2 separate regions of the Sus scrofa genome follow, and region 2 is linked to region 1. A link is a contact called in public HiChIP or PLAC-seq data. All regions are on one chromosome and are shown on one strand. Each heading gives the region's core, a stretch centred on a gene start, on an enhancer-like site or on the middle of the called end of the contact. The rest is flanking DNA. Distances are from core to core; before and after follow the strand shown. Region 1 holds the start of TRABD2A (metalloprotease TIKI1). Region 2 holds the start of SUCLG1 (succinate-CoA ligase alpha subunit).

Region 1 (2,679 bases), core at 94-2,593:
GATTTGACCTCTGGCTTGGGAACCTCTATATGCCTGTGGTGGTGCCCTAAAAATACAAAAAAAAAAAAAAAAGGGAAAGAAAATAGGAAAGTTAAAAAGTCAATGATCTAAGTTTCCACCTTCAGAAGCTAGAAAAAGAGCCAAGTAAACCCAAAGAAAGTAGAAAGAAATAATAAAGGTAAAAGCAGAAATCAAAGTAATAGAAAAGATACAATAAGAGAAAATTAATAAGCTCAGTCATGTTTTCCACGTATTATTCCGCCCCCTCTATCCTTTAGCCACAGCTGACTGGGTGAGAATTCATTTAAGTGGGGGAAAGAGTGTGAAATTATAGTCAATTACTTCCTTTTGAGTTCATGCTTGCATCGCACAGAGAATTTTTTTTTTTTTTTGCCAGTAGGTGGCAGCGCTGGCCCCTTGAGAATCCCGACAGGCTGCATTCGGGGGTCCGCTGGGGGACCAATGATTGCCGCAGGCATGAAAAGAATGAGTCATTTCAAGAATGGAGCGAGGCAACACCAGAAAGCAAATCCTCACTCGAATCTACAACAGGAAGAAGAGATTTCAGACACACACACACAGACACACACACACACACACACACAGACACACACACACACACAGACACACACACACACTTTCCTTTTCCCTCCTGAAGCCTTAACACCCACCCCCACCCCCGCCCCCGCCGCTGTGGAAACAAAGCTTGAAAAACGTGCCTTTTAAAACCTGGGCCTTGGAGGCTCAGGAAACCCCTCCTCCCATTGTGTGCAAATCCGAGCCACTCTCTCCCACCCCCTAACCAAAGTTTCCTTCAAATTCCCCAAATTATCGGGATTTAAAACAATTAAGGTACCCTGCCTACGAATGCTCCGTTAAACCCCGCTCGGAGGTTAAACACGCACGAGGCTAGGCTGTAAACGGAGGTGGTGGAGCGAACCCGGGCTTTGGGTGGGGGAGGCCCGGCACAGCTAGTCGCTTTTATCATTTTTTTTTCTTCCTGAAGGGTCCCTGCTGTGAAAAGTCCCTTAGGGAGCTGAATGAGACCTACTGCATTTTGCAGACTTACTCTGCGTCACCCGAGGTGATTTTCCAAAAAGTCATTTAATCTTTGCAGTCAACCTTCGAGTTCGCTGTTAACATCCTTCCAGTTAACTCCCCCAATCCCTTTAAGAGGGCAGCTAATGGAGTGCCTGGCTTCTGTGGTTCCCGATTTTAAGTGAATGCACACACGGACTACTCCCCTCTTTTACTGACAAAATTTCCAATTGTATTAAAAAACTTGCCATTTAAAATAGACGTTCATTTATTTTTTTGGTCTGTCCATCAAGAGTCTTGGCAACATGAACGCAGACGTAAAGACAGTAGCCAGTACGATTTTCCGCAGAATTTAGAAGACTGTCCTGGGGCCCCCCCCCTCTGCCCTTCGGGCCGGCTGACGAAGTGGCCGGTGGCCGGGACAGGGTTTGGGCGGGAGAACCGGTGGCCGGCGTTCCCGCGGCCACCTCAGCGCGGGGCCGACGGGCGGCGGAGGGGTTGGGCGGGGTCGGGTTCGGGGTCGACCCTACGTGGCCGCCGCCGCCGCAGCCGAGGGACTCGCAGGGCCTCCGACCGAAGGCTGCCGGAACTAGCGGGCGAGAGGCGCGGGGCCACTAACAAGCGCCCCCGGCCCCTCGAGGCCCGTGAGCCATGGCGGGCGCCCGGCGAGTCCGCCGCTCCACAGCGAGTGGCTAGCCGGGCCTGGCGGCCACTGCTGCCTACCCTCTTCCTTCTGCTCTCCGGGCTTCGGAACTGCGGAGAGAAGGATGAGCCCCTGAAGCTGGTTCCTGCAGCCCACCCTCTGCCTACTGCCCGCCCTCTGCCTCCTGCCGGCGAGCGCAGCCCCTGCGCTCAGCGCCCCCGCCTACGCCAACTGCGAGCTCAAGCCCCAAGTAAGGAGCGTAGCGGGCGCGGTGGTCTCCCGGCCCCTCTGGGGTGGTTCCTTTCCCAATCCCTCTGAGCACCCGGTGCACTCGGACCCCCAGCCCACTCTGCGGGCTGGGTGCCCACCTCTCTTGGCGGCGCCTCCTGGCTTGCGCCTCCCGCCGCGCCCCCGGATGTCCTTTTCCAGCTGAGTCGCAGCCCTCTGACCACGCGAGACCCTGTCCCCAAGCTCTTGCCGTTCGACAGCCGAAGTGAGTCCCGGGCAGGGTGGCTCGGGTCTCCCCCGCCTCCTTCGCGGGCATTTGGGCGATGAATCCGCGAAGACCGAGTGGGCCCCAGACTCGGGTACATTTACTTTGAGGTTTGTCTGCCGGCTTTCCCCTAGCATTTCATTTCTGCTCTTATCGAAATGCTAATAGCCCCCAGCAGCTGCTTGATTTAACCTTTGTCTATTCAGTGCCTGAGTTAGGAGGAATTTGGGGGAGTTTAAGTTACTCCTCTCGTTTTACTGATATGGGAAACTGAGGCTCAGAGAGGGACTTATATGCTCCAGGTCACAGAGCGCATTCGTAGAGAGACCGAGTCTGACAGCCTAGCGTTCCTGTACTGAGCGCCTCCTTCGATCTTCGCAAAAGCGTTTTGGGGTGAGGAGAGCAGAGGTCCATTGACCTGCCCGGGTCCACCCCGCCCCATGGGAGCAGAAACCGAGAGGAAAACCCGCACGTCTGTTGTCTCCCAGGCTAGACCTCTTTCTAG
Region 2 (2,679 bases), core at 96-2,595, 340 kb after region 1:
CTGTGTAAATGAAATTTCCACATTTCAAGAAGTTAAGTGCCAGTAAGGTAGCTTTTGGTCTTTGCTGTCATATCCTTATCTTCACTACAGAGTTCAGATTCACTTCTGTAATTTTTCTGGTCTTCACAAAGGAAGGCGGTAAGGAGTTTCCCCCTCTCCATATGGTAGATGGGGAAATGATGAGAGGTCTGCACCTGGGCTTTAGAAGAGACATGGAAGGTTCTGCACAGCATTTTTTTTTTTTTTTTTGTCTTTTTGCCTTTATGTGAGCCACTCCTGCGGCATATGGAGGTTCCCAGGATAGGGGTCTAATCGGAGCTGTAGCTGCCAGCCTACGCCAGAGCCACAGCAATCGGGATCCGAGCCGGGTCTGCAATCTACACCACAGCTCATGGCAACAACGGATCGTTAACCCACTGAGCAAGGGCAGGGACGGAACCGCCACCTCATGGTTCCTAGTCGGATTCGTTAACCACTGCGCCAAGACGGGAACTCCTGCACAGCAATTTTCACCTCCCTTGTTGCAGAAACTGCAAAAACCGTGGCAGTGGAAGGAGACAAACGGCACTCAGAGATACGGAAAAGCAAGGTTTATTCAGCACCAGTGTGGGCTCAGATGAGTCACCTCCAGAGTCTGAGCACCAGGTCTTTGTTCTCAGCAAATTTTATACATTATAAGGTCTTGAATTTCCCATGTAAGCATCCCGGCCCTCCCCCCTTCCACAAGCAGTGTTCCTCCCTAAGAAACTGAGCAAGCAAGGTTACAGAAGCAGAACTGATAAGCAATGCTAGCTACAGGATTAGCAGGGCTGCGGACTTGGACATAGGGCACACAGTTGCTACATTATTACAAGAAAGGTGGTATGAGGCAGAGCCTAGCTGGAAAGGCTTGCAGCTGTCTTTCTAGCCAAGATGGGGGGGGGGGGGTTTCTTAGTTAAAACTCCTATTTCAGCCTCACTGTTTCCTCACTCCTTTTGACAGCCCTCCCCCTTGACTCTCTCCTTTCCCCTTCCCTTCCGTAAGGTCCCCCTAAACCACTAACAAGCTGTAGCCATCGAACTACATTTCCCACAACATCTTGCGCCGTCCAGCTTCAGTGGGGTTTCCCCTGAGCTGCCGTTACAATTAATATAGAATCAAATCCACGTTTCCAGAGAAAAGCCGAGTTATTGTACACGTCTGCATTAGGATGGCTGTTTCTTCTCCACCTTCGGAGGCGGAGTGTATGTAAAGAGGCCTCTGCAGAGAGAAATTTATACCGGCAAATGCTCTGGCCACCCTCTTCCTTCTCGCGCCTCGGCCCCTGCCGATTCCAGGGGGCCTAGGAGTGTCATTGGCGGATGACCGCAGGCCTCGTCGCCGCCCCGGCCGCCGCCACCATGGCCTCTGGCAGCAGCGGCCTTGCCGCCGCCCGCCTCCTCTCGCGCTCCTTCCTCTGTGAGTCCGGTTGGGGCGCTCTTTCCGAGCCTCCGCGGCTTCCCGGCCTCGTTGGACCCGCGCCCCGGTCTAGGCCGGGGCTGGGCCCTCCGGGGCGGGACCTCGGCGGGGGCCCAAATCCGCGACCCTTTGCAATGGAGGGAGCTTTGCTGGATGTTTCGGGTGGGGACATAGAGTTACTGAGCCAGGATTCGGGTCTGGGAGCCCTGCAGACCGGGGAGCACGCCCATGATCCCGCGGTGCTGAGTGGTGGGATGAGGGCTGCATCTAGAATTGTTCTTTTGGAGAGGTGGTCTAGGATGAGCTCAGCTGGAAGGGTGAGTGGGTTGAGAGGTAGGAGTAGGAGATCAGTAGGAAATTGGAGGGTGAAGCTGAGCTTTGTGCGGCGGGTCCTACATCTGTAATTGTCCTTTTCAGTAGATTTTAGGGTGGGTTCTGCACCGGGAGTCCGCACAGCACATAAAACTAGAAGCTTAGGCTGGGACCTTAACCAAGTTATATCTCCACCACGCGGTGTGAATCCTTCAGTTCCTGAAAACTTAATACCCACGCTTGCTGGTAATGCTGACTATTGAAAATTCTTGTTCAAAGTCTCAGTGGTTGTTAGGTAGGTTGTGTAGGAAAAGACTTTGGAATCAGCCACATCAAGTTTGAAGTCTGGCTAGTCTATACGGTCTATGTAGTAACTCAGAGGCATGTTTCTAAATCTGTTTCTCCATTTCTCTTTCAAATCCCAGGAAAATAACACCATATTTTAGTGACCCAGAGATACCATCACTTGTAAGATGCACTGTTGATTTGTCCGCCACTAATGGTGGAAAATGGTTGCTGATTAAAATTGTGACACACCATTGGTTGTCCGTTGCATCCTGATTTAAAGAATGTTAAAAAGTGAAAGAAAATGTGCATCCTAGAAATGAAGTACAGGATGATCTGGGTTCACTATGCAGAAAAAATGAAACACTTTATATAAAGCACTTGGGGTGTAACAGGCACTTAACCAAAGTTTTCTTCTCTTTCTCTTTCTTCTACTTTGCTTGTCATCTTATTGCTGTGCTGAATATTGGATGAGACAATTTACTGAGAATACTGCATTCTAAAAGTGTACGGCTATGACTGTACACTCTATAGCTATGCTTAGCTACCAGATCACTTGAGGCTAAACTTTGGTAAGTAGGAAGAAAGTTTTCTGGAGATTTTTATTATGTAGCTTAAAAAAATAATTGAGGGTGTTGTAGGCA

What was found. HiChIP or PLAC-seq counts read pairs in DNA pulled down with a chosen protein or histone mark.
Region 2: a contact with region 1 is called in an H3K27ac HiChIP or PLAC-seq map of alveolar macrophages. The contact joins the promoter of SUCLG1 here to the promoter of TRABD2A in region 1. A contact is called at or near these places in 2 of 5 promoter capture datasets (fetal skeletal muscle and liver), 1 of 47 Hi-C or Micro-C datasets (liver) and 1 of 2 datasets of contacts at active chromatin or transcription factors (alveolar macrophages).

What each region holds. Positions count from the first base shown.
Region 1 is chr3:59,805,127-59,807,805 of Sscrofa11.1, forward strand. It overlaps TRABD2A (metalloprotease TIKI1), which reads left to right and starts at 1,344. Exons shown (of 13, transcript XM_021088400.1): 1 at 1,344-1,355; 2 at 1,445-1,738; 3 at 1,833-1,931. The coding sequence starts at 1,344.
Region 2 is chr3:60,141,096-60,143,774 of Sscrofa11.1, forward strand. It overlaps SUCLG1 (succinate-CoA ligase alpha subunit), which reads left to right and starts at 1,346. Exons shown (of 9, transcript NM_214409.2): 1 at 1,346-1,438. The coding sequence starts at 1,381.